Linked DNA regions of Mus musculus: region 1 is linked to region 2. A link is a contact called in public Hi-C data. All regions are on one chromosome and are shown on one strand. The core of a region is the stretch at or near the end of the contact, and the rest is flanking DNA. Distances in the headings are between cores, read along the strand shown. Region 1 has its middle 130 kb from the start of 2810405F15Rik. Region 2 overlaps Meis2 (Meis homeobox 2).

Region 1 (6,251 bases), core at 3,141-5,640, 350 kb before region 2:
TTTCTCCATATGTCTTCATAACAGAGGCTTTGTTTGTTTGTTGTTTATTTGTCTATTTGAGATAGGGTCTCACCATGTAGCTCTGGTTGTCCCAGAACTCACTATGTAGACAAAGCTGGCCTGAAACTTACAGAGATCTGCCTGCCTCTGCATTCCAAGCACTGAGATTCAAGTTATAATCTACTATGCCAGGCTTATAACAGAACTTTTAATCCTAAATTTTTAAAATTATTTTCATCCTAAATGGGGTAAGTGTTGATGGATAGCAGTTGTCAGGTTTACAGTGCTTTAGATTGTGCCTGGCATATAGTGAATATTTATCATATTTAATCATCTGAATTCCCTGGGAATGTAAGACACAACCCTCAGTTATAACAGATCTGTAGTCATTAGTGAACAATTTTCTTAGATACCTGTCTACTAAATAACAATTCTATGTTTATTCCCAACTACTATGAAAAATACTGCTTATTCAAGTTCATAAAGTTGAAAGTTTTATGTTTTTAAGCTATTCTGTCCTCACACCATAAATACAGGAGATGGGTTACAATAAAACAGCAGAAATTCACCCTACCAGAGTGATGTGATTTACATGTATGTAGGAAGAGAGGGCAGTTTCCTTGTTTATGCTTTCTTCAGATTACCTGGAGAGAGAATTGGGTCAACAAACCCTACCTGAGTTAGCACACTCCCTGAGAAGACACAAAGAATAAGTGTGACTATAGAACCAGGCATTCCTTCATAAGGAAGGATCAACAGTTTTCACCTGCTGGAAATGATCTGGGGCTCTTCATTTTCTCAGTGTCCTAATCGTTCAAGCTTTGCGCAGCATAATCACAAAGAAAAGAAAACAGGCAGGCACAACTGTATGTACCCAAATTGGATTATATAGTAGCCAGTCCACATTCTGCTCACAAACATTTCCAACTGATTTTATTCTTCATGTTTTCCTAAAAGCAACATCCTTTTCTAATGGATAATTAGAGACAACTTCTAACTTTAACTTTGACTAAGATGGAAAGAGAAGAGAAGAGAGAAGAGGAAGGAGAAGAGGAAGGAGAAGAAGAAGGAGAAGAAGAAGGAGAAGAAGAAGGAGAAGAAGAAGGAGAAGAAGAAGAAGAGGAGGAGGAGGAGGAGGAGGAGGAAAGGAAGGAAGGAAGGAAGGAAGGAAGGAAGGAAGGAAGGAAGGAAGGAAGGAAGGAAGGAAGGAAGGAGAAGAAAGGAAGAAGGAAGGAAGAAGGGAAGAAAGAAAGAAAGAAAGAAAGAAAGAAAGAAAGAAAGAAAGAAAGAAAGAAAGAGATAGAGAGAGAGAAAAGAAAGAAAGAAATGGAAGGAAGGAAGGAAGGAAGGAAGGAAGGAAGGAAGGAAGGAAGGAAGGAAGGAAGGAAGAAAGTCAAAAATCAATGCTTATAAATACATATACAGAATGAATTGTTATTTGTTTACAAGAATACACACTCATGGCACTAGGAAAAAAGCCCAGGATCTGAGCTGCATGTTGTATTGATAAAGTGTGATGTATTTGCAAAGCAATTTTTCCCCATGATTCAATATGTTTGGCTTACTTTTGGTTATAAATACCTTTCCCCTGCAAGTCTCCTCTCCTCCTCAGACATATGTATGTAAGGAATCTTGACAAACTGATCAAGCTAAGTTGCTAATAAATTTATCTGAGAACTGCTCTCTGCCTCCTCTCCTGCACCTCCTAAATATATAAATCCCCAAACGTAATTTTAAAAAACCCTAATTTTTATTGTATTTTAATGGGGTGATTCAGCAAATTTTTATCTCACTACCAGTGAGAGACTTGAGAAAAGGCTCCAAGGAAGAGATGTAGGGAGGAAGGGCAAGAAGAAGGGACTCGATAGAGCAAGGAGCTTCCTGTGCTTAAAATGCTTTGCATTTCACTGACTTCTTACAGTTATTTCCAAGTCTAAGCAACTCTGCTGTGTGAGTACCTAACTCTCTTTGTCAAGACCATCATAATTGAACTTTCACAGATTTCCTGAGTACACGGAATCGGCTGCTAAATCAGAGAGGGTGAGCTGAAGCCTATGTCATTCTGATGCACTAACTCATCTCCAATGCTACGCTGGATTTATATTTTTGACACTAAGAAAAGAACCATGAATTTTTGTCAACTGCAGCACAGGAATTTACATTTGTTCTATAAAATGCACTGAAAGGACCAGCCGGCTCTTTGAGAATGGGAAATGCAATCTATCCAACTCTCAATAAACTTGAGAATATATATCTGGTTAAACCCATTTCAAATGAGATGCAGTCCTGGCAATATGGTGGGTTCTGGAAGGCTAGCAGTAAAAGTAGATATACAGTATCTGACACTGGATTGTTTCAAGCTTAATTTCAGTAAAGTACTAATGTCAGGAAAACAAACACTTGCTGATGCCCAGATTGACGCCATTAGATAAGAAGCCCACAATGCCTTACAAACACAATCATTTTTGACTTGATATTATGTGTAAAGAACAAAGTAATATTTGGTATGGCAGCTCCAGATTTTCAGATATAAAAGTTGACCAGGATAGTGGTCATGGAGAGGGGATAAAACATGGCAAAATATATTCTTTTATAAACAAAATCAAATAGGATCACGCTGCTCTAAAATACATTCTGTATGAATGTCCTCTACGACTTGCCCTGGGTAACTAGGAACTACCCACACTAGACACTCAATGACCTGGAGTCTTCAAACAGGATGGTGAACAAAGAAGGCAAGTGGATCACAGTGAAGCAAAACCAAAGCACCCCAGTGGTACTTCTGTCCTCCGCAGCAGAGATGCACAGGAGAACTAGGGAAGGACAATAGCTGTCTTGAGAAACCGAGCAAGGAAAGCACCACTTCCATTTATTTTTTTCTTAAATTGCTTTCCCAGTCAGTAAATAATCATGTTATCACATTGTACTTGCTAGAAAGCAGGTTTTGTCTGTGGGCTCATACTCTTCTTCAGGAGCCCAAGTGGCAGGCCTGCCCTTGGCTTTCATAGAAAGACAATTCAAGTGTGTTTCTGCTTTCACAATAATGATTTCTGGCTTTGCTTGTCTTGTACTAAAAAAGGGAGGGGCAGATCGCTTGCAGTTGTCCTTTCCCTATTGGAAAAGCTATTCAGTTATAGGTCATATTTGTGGAACAAACATGCACAAAGAAATAGGTGTTCTACTCCCTTACACACACACTAACTCTCTCTCTCTCTCTCTCTCTCTCTCTCTCTTTATCTTACATGCAAATAAATGTGCACATGCACACACACACACACACACACACACACACACACACGCACATGCACACATACGCACACACTCTTCTACAAACTATCTCTAGAAGCCTTAATAAAGTAGCCACTTGAACAAAGATCCTAAAGAATCAGGAACAAACAAATGGCCCATTAAAAATAATTATTCTTTATAATTTTGGAAAGTATTATGACAACCTTAAACCAACAACGAATGCCACAATGTTTAAAATTTTGTAAATCCCAGTTATGCTATGAAATGAGTAAAAGGGGGATTACGTTTTTCACTTCCATCACCAAATAATGAAATTATTAGTCCTGAGAAATCAGTATTGTTGCTATTAACAGCTGCATCTGTAAGCCATTGGGGGGGGGGATGCTCTGCTTCTCTGTATTTGTACACTGCAGCCCGTCACCTGCTTTCTCTTTAATCTTGTTTGAATGTAGAGCTCACTCGTCCCTGTTTTATTGACTCCAACACAGGCACACTGTCACTTTTTATAAAATGGTCACTGCAGCATCACATCAAGCAAATTTTTGCCTCTGCAGTCAGTAATTTAGTGCCTTTATGGAATTGCAATTTCAGGGCTCACTGCTTGTTTTTCTAAAATGTACTTTAGGAATTAGTTACTCCAGCCACAAATCAGTTGAATTTATACACAGTTGTAATACAGTTTATGGCCTCATGGTACATTGCTTCAAAAACAGCAGATGTGAAATTATGATAAATATAATGAGTGTTTTTTTGCCTGATCTAGTGGAGTCGAGAAGGATCTGGAGCGTGTTTACCTATCCCATACAGTACATTTAATGTCTTAGTCAGGAGCCCTGACAATGGCTGATTAATGTCCTCATCTCCTTTATTAAAGATAAGAGTAGCTCTGCAGTCAGGAGATAGAAAGCACACCATAAATCTTCGTAAAATGAGCAGTCAAATAATCACTCATCAGAAATAAAATCTACATACATTAACACTAACACTCAGCCTTCCACGCAGCCTCCCATAAAAAAAAAAAAAAAAGCAAGGGGAGATGGCGGTCCCGAAGTTTTAATTTGAAGCGGTTCTTTAGCTTGACTATCACCAACCCTGTAACCTGGATGCAAAAGCTGGCATTTAAAAGCACATGCGAAAGGAGCAGATGCCTCGTCATTACATTAAGAGCATGAAGCAGGCAACAATTAAGCGATTCACTGGGAAGACATAATGCTGATCTATGCTAGCAATTAATCACAGAATACATTAGACAATGATGGGTGACCTACAAATTTTTGACAAAATAATTTTTCATCATGTTGGCGATTTCTTAGCCTAATATGCCTGCAAGGCACAGAGTCAAAACCTGTCATTTATTCCATCTCTCCTTGACAGGCGGCAACCTGTCTTCCAGACAAAATGAACATTATCTGTGCTCACTAGACATTTAGTGCAGGGCTTAGCTTATGACTAATGATAATCGACAGACAGAAATGTTAGAGTCTGGAATAATGTTCTCTTTGTTAAAGAAATTTCTCGAGGTAGAATTTTTTTTTAACCCAGAAAGATGTATAAAGATAAAAACTGGTTTTTATCTGGGTGTTAATGCAACTCAAAGAACCAATATTTCCCTTTGACCAAAATAAACACAGTGAGGGAACATTTTTTTTTAAATTAACATCTCATTTGAATACTGACCCTTGCCCGAAACTCCCTTACATGCTTAGGAACAGAGGTACAAAAGAGAGCTCCGAAGACAGACTTAAACAAGGGAATATAGACAGGCTGTCTGGTGCTTCAGGTTTTATTTTGAATCTTGTGGCAATAAGTTGGAAACATCCGGAGCATGTGTGCTGCAAAATGTAAATAAAGCAAGGCTCTGCTCTGCTCCGCTCTGCTCTGTGGAAGAACTACCTCCTGAGCACCAGTGGTGTGTTTGATTTCCATTTGTCCCTGAGTCCTTCAATGCTGAAATGACCTAAAGCATACACAAGGAATAGATAATTCTGAGTGGAGAAATACATTAAATTACAAGTTTATTAAACGAATTTAAAATTCCACATGCAAGTACTTTCTCTCATAATTAATGCAGTTGTTTTATGGGCTTTGGATGAAGAGTAATGGATGTTCTTTTAGTTATTTTTCTTCTGCATCCCATGTGCAAAATGCCATCATAGAGGTAAGGCTTTTTTTTCCTCTGGATTCAGGCACCAAATTTCGATTAGCCTTAATGGGACTTACGCATGCACACTGATGGGCGAACAAACCCCTTAGGCTGGAAATTTAGGAGAACAAATGGCAAGGACATCAAAATAGTAAAGTCTAATTTAAATGATCCATACGCTGCACAGTTCTTTCCCAGGGACGGCAAACAAATGGTATGCCTTATGATGTTTGGATTGTTTTGATAGCCCCGTAAATACATCCTCTAGACTCATTAGTTAAGGGAAATCTCTCTATCTAGCAACGCAGTCTTTGACCACACGTGCTCAGATCAAACTTTTTCTGTATTGCATAATTCATTGTTGTATGGGAGGTGATTGCTTCTCTTTCAGTGTCCTGCATCATACCTACTGCAACAGTTTATATGTTGTTTCTTTCACAGAGATAGACAGAGGAAAACAAAAACTCTTCACCCCCAAGTTATGGGTATTTTATTTTAGTTCTGTCAAATTCCTTCTAGAAAGAAATGCATTGTTGCATGGCAGAAGAGAGGAAAGGGAGAGAGGGAGGGAGGGAGGGAGGGAGGGAGGGAGGGAGGGAGGGAGGGAGGGAGGGAGGAGGAAGGAAGGGAGGGTGACAGAGGGGGAGGGAGGGAGATAGAAGAGGAGAAGAGAGGAAAGGACAATAGAGGAGAGGAGAGGGAGAAGAGGTGAGATTAGAGGATCAGAGATTAGAGGAGAGGAGAGGAGAGGAGAGGAGAGGAGAGGAGAGGAGAGGAGAGGAGAGGAGAGGAGAGGAGAGGAGAGGAGAGGAGAGGAGAGGAGAGGAGAGGAGAGGAGAGGAGAGGAGAGGAGGGAAAA
Region 2 (6,815 bases), core at 4,126-6,625:
TTGGGTATATTTAAGAAAGACTCAGCTGTCAAACGCAAAGAAACTGGGAATGGTGTTTTGACAACCATATAGTGTTAAAGGAAATACTGTAGTCTGAATAAAATTGCTTATGTTCTCCAAAACAAGAGTAATATAAAAACACTTTTTTATTTATATGGAAAAGCAAAAGCAGAAATAAACTCCAAAGGTTTCCCTTTCTTCAAGAAATTCCGAGAGAGAGCTGCAGTCGCCATCTGTTAAGGGTTGGGAATTGAGCAAGAAGCCACATTTAAAAGAGAAAGAAAAGTCCAGAAGAGGCTGTGTCTTCCACGCTGTTCTCCCTCTCCCCCGCTAACCTCGGGTCAGCACCCGAACCCCCACACCAGCTCCCTAGATGGGTCTGTCCAGCCCATCAAGGTCCTCCTCGCCGGCTGGCCCTCCCACTCCCGCGGGCCTGTTAACCCGGAGCAGATCCGGGAAGGGAAATGTGGCTAATATCTCTAGCAGCTGTCAAAAGGAGGGTCCTTCCTTCAAAGGGATCCTCCGCAAATTCTCCATTAGTCTTGCAGGCCAGCAATTTGATAAGGAACCTGGACCTCTGCTACAAGTCTCCACTTTGCCAGAAGGTCCTCTTTCGAGCTGTTTAAATGGCCGAGTGGCCCGAACTAAGCGGTCACCCTGTGGTCCAGGGACAGGGGAGTTGTGGCACAAGCCAAGAACAAGGAGGATCATGCCTGTGGTCGTGCGTGCAGACGGCCTCCCCGTCGCGAGTGTGTTTGTTGTATGGACGAACCTGCTGCAAACGGATGGAGGGGGACAAGCAACCGTGGTGGTTTTTTTGTTTTTGTTTTTGTTTTTTTTTTTTTCAGTGATCAACTTCGGGCGTCGTGCGCGTGGGGAGCCCCCCCGCAGTCCCAGCGGGGCTGGAGAAAGGTGCAGCGCTGGACTCTGCGGTCAAATCGTGATGAGAATGGGGACCGTCGGGGCAGTGTTTGAAGGGAGGTTTTAATATTAATAGTTTCGCTGTAGAGACAGAAGGGAGATTGCGTCTACTGCTCCTCCGGGCAGACTCTGGGTGACAGGAATGATGGATGATCCGGCAGAGCCCAGCGGCCCCTCCCCTCCAGCCCCAACAGTGTCAAAGCTACTTTAGCTGAGGCTTTAGAAATAAAATAAATAAACAGCATCGCCCCCTTCTCTTCGCACCACCGCCCTACCCCCACTTTCCGACACCGATTTATGGATCATTATGAATCAATTACCGTTCTCAATACTTTCCCATTGGCTTAAATAAAACAGTGGAAAGATAAAAACGCGGGGTTCGGTGGGGGAATTTTTTTCCCCCTGACAGGAACAATCACAAAATCCATTATCTCATAATCAGAGGCTCTGGGTTAGGAGGTGAAGAGAAAAGAAGGGGTCACTCAGGAAATAACACAGGAGCGCCAGAGGGGAGGTGTCGCCCAGTCTCTGCCTTTGTGGTATTTGGTTTTGTTTGTTGTGTGTTTGAGGTGTTTTGAACGCAGGGGAGGGGGGCTGCGCGTGAGAATTCGCCGTCTGCAAGTTGATGGCCTGACCCTTAAACTCCTTTGCCAATCCTCCTTCAGGGTGTGCCTGGCCAAGCATCTCTTGGTAGCCTGGAGTGAGTTCGCACGTGGGAGAAAGGTGTGGAGGAGGAATGGACTGACCGGTCTGCAGGGCAGATTTGCACTTTGTTGTAGGCAACTCTGCTTGGGCAGCTGGGGGGCCCCGTGGGGATAGTCCCCCCTCCCGCCACTCCGCCTGTCCCGCATGGGGCTGGCTGGTTTTGTCTTGCAACAGTTTGGGATCTGGACAAGCCCCCTCTCCTGCCCCCACCTCGCCGCCCGAGGCTTTTCTTCCCTCTCCGGCCTCTGGCTGGGCGGCGCTCTAGGTCCTTGTAGGTGTTTCTATGACTACATTGTGTGTGTGGGAGGGTCAGATGTGGGGGTTGCCCGAGAGAGGGCCGTTCCTGGGCGGTCATTTATCAATGTCACCCACATAATGATTCTCTCTGCAGCGTCCTATTGATGAGGATAATTACATTAGCTCAGAGTGACTGATCAATGAAAAACCACCACACAAAAACTTCTTCACTCCTCTATAATACCAAAAACCGATACAGAAATAACAGAAAGTCTGATTTTCTTCCCCTCCTCTATCCACCAATGGATTCTGTACACCCCGCCCCCTCCCCAAGACCCGGGAATAAAGTAACAAAATAGACCTAGGTTTGTTTCGTTCACAGAGGATGCAATTTTGCCTGTGAATGCATTTGCTCTAAATGCGTTGGCTTCGTTCCTCCTTCGGTAAAGAATATCAACGGATTTGCTACCGTGAGTGGCTTTTAGACTGGTCTGTGGTTTTCCGTTCTTTTTATTTCTTTTCTCCCCATTGGACCTTTCTCCCCTACTTCAAAAAAAAAAAAAAAAAAGAAGATAGACAATTCTTTTTATACATAAACGGAAAATAAAATTATTCTAGATCCTTTCTCTAGATCTTTTTTAAATAAAGCATTTGCCTTGATCGGGTTACCTTTTTGTCTTTATCACTTCACAAAGTAGGGCAATTAAAGATGTGACGTTGTGTGTGGATTAAGAGTGGATCCATTATATGGCGACATAACTCGCTATATTCTCGCCTAAAAGTTTGCCACTAAATTACGATTTCGCTTTTTCTAGACTTGAAAATCAATATCTTCTCAATTAAAGAGAATTTTAATGCTTTACTTGCGAGTTGTTAAAGGCGCTGTAAATTTTATTGTAATGTTTCTTAGCCTCGGAGTAGATCCAAGAGACGTTGATTCTCCGGGTCTTTTTCGTCTAGCCAGGAACCTTCCACTGGTTTCTGATGAAATACCAGCTACAAAGGTAAGCAGAGTTCCGCAGGGGATCGGGCACTGGGAGGGAGCCCTCCATGGCCAGAGGCCATTGTCTGGAGTATTTCCACCTCTCTGTGTCCCACCTCCCTCAAATGACAGAAGTGTTCATTTAATCTTTCTCAGAGGCAAGCACAAGAGACTCCCATCTGCTCTGGGACAACCAGAAAAAGAGGTGCATTTCGGAAAGATTCTAGACTCTTCCCAGTGCCCCAACCCCTTTTCCTTAAAGTGTACCTCAGAAAGACCCTTTCACAAAATCTGCCATATTTGACATGTCCCCAGCCTCTGTGTCCCAATTCGCTAGCCACCCTCAGGGGCACACTGCTTACAGATGGTTTCTCCTTCCACTGGCTCTTCCTAGTAAAAGTTCTCTTCCCGGTAAAAGTTCTTGGAGAGAATTAAATGTGTTGTGTTAATAACCCAGTTCTGCTACTGCTCTCTCCTGCAAACTTGAAGTCTAGTGATCAGGTGCCCAAAGAAGTCCAAAGATGAGAGTCCCGAGGCCCAGTGACTGGGATGAAGAGCATGGTAGAGAAACTTTCTAAAAAGCAGAGAGAGGAAAATTGAGCTGTGATGAGCTGTAATCAGAGAGCAGGGAGTGGCAGACAGTGAGTCTTCCTGACTTCTTTATAATTTAAAAAAAGAGGTAACAAAAGGGAATCGGATGCCCGAGAATTACATTTTTTTTTTAACCCAAAGACAGTTTAAAAGTGCGTCCTCAGAGGTGCCGGGAAGGGCCTGAACGTCTCAGAGGATCCACTCAGAAAGCTCCCTTTGCAATTCACTCTCAGTTAATTTGCTGGGAATGAGAAGACTGGGCAAAGGGCTATGTGTGTGGTGAACGGAGGGCTTAAGTAAGTATGATGGGAAGGGGCACCTACATATAATGAGGCTGCTGTTTTAAGCTGAATAGAAAAGAAGTGAGGTAGACAAAAGCCACACACACACACACACACACACACTCACACACTCACACACAGTGCACTTTAAAATTATTCTCACCTACCTGTCTTCTTTTCTTCTCTAACTACACACTGTATGGACTCCTATATATAGGTGGGGGATACTCAATGTGTCCTATTGTCTGCAGACCCACCGGACAGATTCCCATTTCTGTAGACTCCTGACTGTAAGCCTAGACCGTGGCCTTTTTTATCAAGGGAGTCAGGCTTTGTTAATGTATTTGTACTTTTCTGCTTTCAGTCTAGGTTTCTGCTTTGTAGGAAGGAGGAGGTACAAGGAGGGGGAGGGGAGCAGAACACAAAGACTATCTAGTTCTCACCGAGCAGGTTTCAAAATAGAACTTAATGGGAAGAAAGAATAAAAATAAGGAGGAGTGTGAGAATTGTGCATTACAACAAATTTACCAGTACACGAAGAATTTTTTTTCCTTTTGAGGATTTTGTTTTCTTCATATTGAAACATTTTCAAATTTTAATCCTTAGCAGACAAAACCTCAATATAAATATGACATGGGCCACTGGCAAAAAAAAAAAAAAGAAAAAAAAAAGAAAAAGAAAAAAGAAAAGAAAAAAGAAAGAAAGAAAAAGAAAAAAGAACTTAAACTCAGTGCCCAGAGGGGAGGGGCGCAGGGAGAAGAGAGGGCCCTTTCTGATTAATAACTAGCAGGGTAATGTTGAGGGCTTTTTCTGCCCGATTGCCTTTTTGAATTAGAGCCGATTTCTTCACACTTCAATAGTGCCTGTCTCCTTTAAAATGATTGGCAGATCTGTTTCTCTTTTTTCTCTCCCTGAGACTTAATGATGTAAATTTTCTAATTAGTTAAATCATATTGCTTAAAGGGCTAATATTTACCGTGTAAGAAATGATCATTCTGATTTGGACCTCTTGAAATATTTCGAGAAATAACATTTGGCTTTTAGGTTGAGGGATGGGGTGGGGGGAGGGGGGAGGCGCTAGTGGAGTGAGGGAAGGCACGGACCGGCAACATGTTAAATTAATAGTTCAAGTTGAGCTGGGCTCACACCCCAAGTCCGCTTTTATTTTTCAATCAGCGAAGATTTAATTGGCAGCCCTCGGGCCGGGCGATCTGATATTTTCTCATTAGTTTCCCATCACTAATCTTGAGTGGTAGGTTGTCTTACAGGTTGTCAACATTTGACCAATTTTATTTAAGGGGGGTGGGGGGTGGGATGGGGGCGCATTATGACTTCGGGATGTGAGACCTGCAAATAAATCCTGCTTGGATCAGCGGAACTAACAGGCGAAAAAAATGTTGACTATTCATCGTCGTTTCTAATAAGTTGCATTAATATATATTTCAAGAGGGTGTGATTATATGTGCTCTGTAAAGACACAGATGAAAAGAGGTCGGAGCTGCAGCACTAAACTAGTTGAAGTGAAACGTAGATACATTTCCAGCCGAAGGTAAATAAGCCGAGTGGAATCGTTGTTGAGGGTTTAGGAGGTACGATCCTCCTCCCCTTCCTCTTGCAGCTGCGTGAAACCGCCAAGCCTGTGTCACCGAGCTCTGAGCGGCTCCGCGGGCTGGTCCACAGATAACATCAGAGCGCCCCCTGCTGGCCTTCAGGGCAGACCGCGGCGGGACAGCCCCCCGCGAAGCCAACGGTGTTTTTCTGCGCCCCCCACCCTTCTCCACCTACCCTTTCCACTACTCTCACCCTCGTCCGCTGCAGCGAGGGAATAGCTTGTCATGGCTGAACATTTAAATGAATAAATTTTAAAAATAATAATAAAACAGGAAAGTACTCACACCTTTCACTTGGCCTCGGGGAATAAACGACCAAATGCCTAAGCAAAAGGATTCGTTTTCTAATCTCCTTATTCTGTAGGGGTTTGATCAAGTTTGCTTTTTCCCCCCTTGCAGATTTAACTTCCAAAGATATATTTTAATGGACAACCCTGAAGGCTTTTTATTATTATTGCTATTAAAAAATAGATATCTGATGAGGGGCAACAAGAAATGCCAAATAATATTTCTTGTACTTGTAAAAGCAAACTCCGGGGGGGGGGATTTCACAGGTTTATAAAAGTCTACAGGAATCGCTTTTGGAATTTAAGCAGTTCTCAATTTGAGGTAATTCCTTTTGCACACATCTTTGGGATCCCAGAGCATTCAAAATGTGTGTGTGTGTGTGTGTGTGTGTGTGTGTGTGTGTGTGTGTGTGTGTCTGTCTGTCTGTCTGTCTGTCTTAGTTGTCACAGTATCCATACACAAACAGGTCTTTTCCATGCCTGTGTTTTTCTTCCCTGACCCTGTTTTCTTGCTTTTGCTGAACGCGGACAGAGCGGCTGAAGCGCACCCCAATATCCTGCCGCCTCCGGAGTGTAAGCACTTCATCTCTCTGCACCGCAAGGTGCGCCGTTTGGTTTCAGAGAGTTGGGGTTTGGTGCACAGCGGCGTACTTCTAGCGTCCAGATTACTCTCTCCTGGGATTTCTGCACAGGGTAGAAGGCGCAAGCAAGCAGGTAACGCGACCCATCTCCATCGCCTCTGCCTCTGGGAGAAGACGCTGACAAAGCAGCCGTGTCAGAAGGGTCTCCCCGCCGCAGTTGGACCCCCCACATCAGACATGGCAATCTACCACGCGGAACGACTTTGGCTTCTCAGGGAGTTTTTGGTTTTTATTTTAAAGAATCAGATTGCGGGTTTTTCTGAGAGCAATTCTGAGGAACGAGGCTCTGGGGAAGGAAAGAACGGTGCATTTGGAAAAGGTGTGTCTTTCCTCCCCAGTGCTTCTAATTCTTGGATTGCGCAATCCATTCTCTACCCTGGCTCTTCTGCAGATTCCACTTTCACATCTCAGATCCCCACCCTCGTTTGTGGATGTTGGAGGTCTGGGTCAGGCACCCTGGGACCCCACAGAAAGGGGCGCTTCTAGGAAAAGGCAGTGGTGGGAGTTAACCCAGATCTTTTGGGCAGAATAGGGATGGCTAAGTGCAGCTGAGCTTGAAA

What was found. Hi-C and Micro-C count contacts between places; a contact is called where the count stands out from the background.
Region 1: a Hi-C map of the N1E-115 cell line shows a contact between it and region 2, with 6 times the contacts expected there. The contact joins two enhancer-like sites. A contact is called at or near these places in 2 of 484 Hi-C or Micro-C datasets (the N1E-115 cell line and embryonic stem cells).

Annotation. Positions count from the first base shown.
Region 1 is chr2:116,199,835-116,206,085 of GRCm38.p6, reverse strand. No RefSeq gene overlaps it. Among named protein-coding and RNA genes, the nearest start is that of 2810405F15Rik, 130 kb to the right of the region's middle. Within about 2 kb of position 4,390, at least 10 of the 459 cell types and tissues checked have an H3K27ac peak or open chromatin away from gene starts, as enhancers often do. A contact at or near this core is called in the N1E-115 cell line, where this site is marked.
Region 2 is chr2:115,854,566-115,861,380 of GRCm38.p6, reverse strand. Meis2 (Meis homeobox 2) reads left to right here. Exons shown (of 12, transcript NM_001159568.1): 12 at 1-117. Among named protein-coding and RNA genes, the nearest start is that of Gm31590, 51 kb to the right of the region's middle. Within about 2 kb of position 5,375, at least 48 of the 459 cell types and tissues checked have an H3K27ac peak or open chromatin away from gene starts, as enhancers often do. A contact at or near this core is called in the N1E-115 cell line, where this site is marked.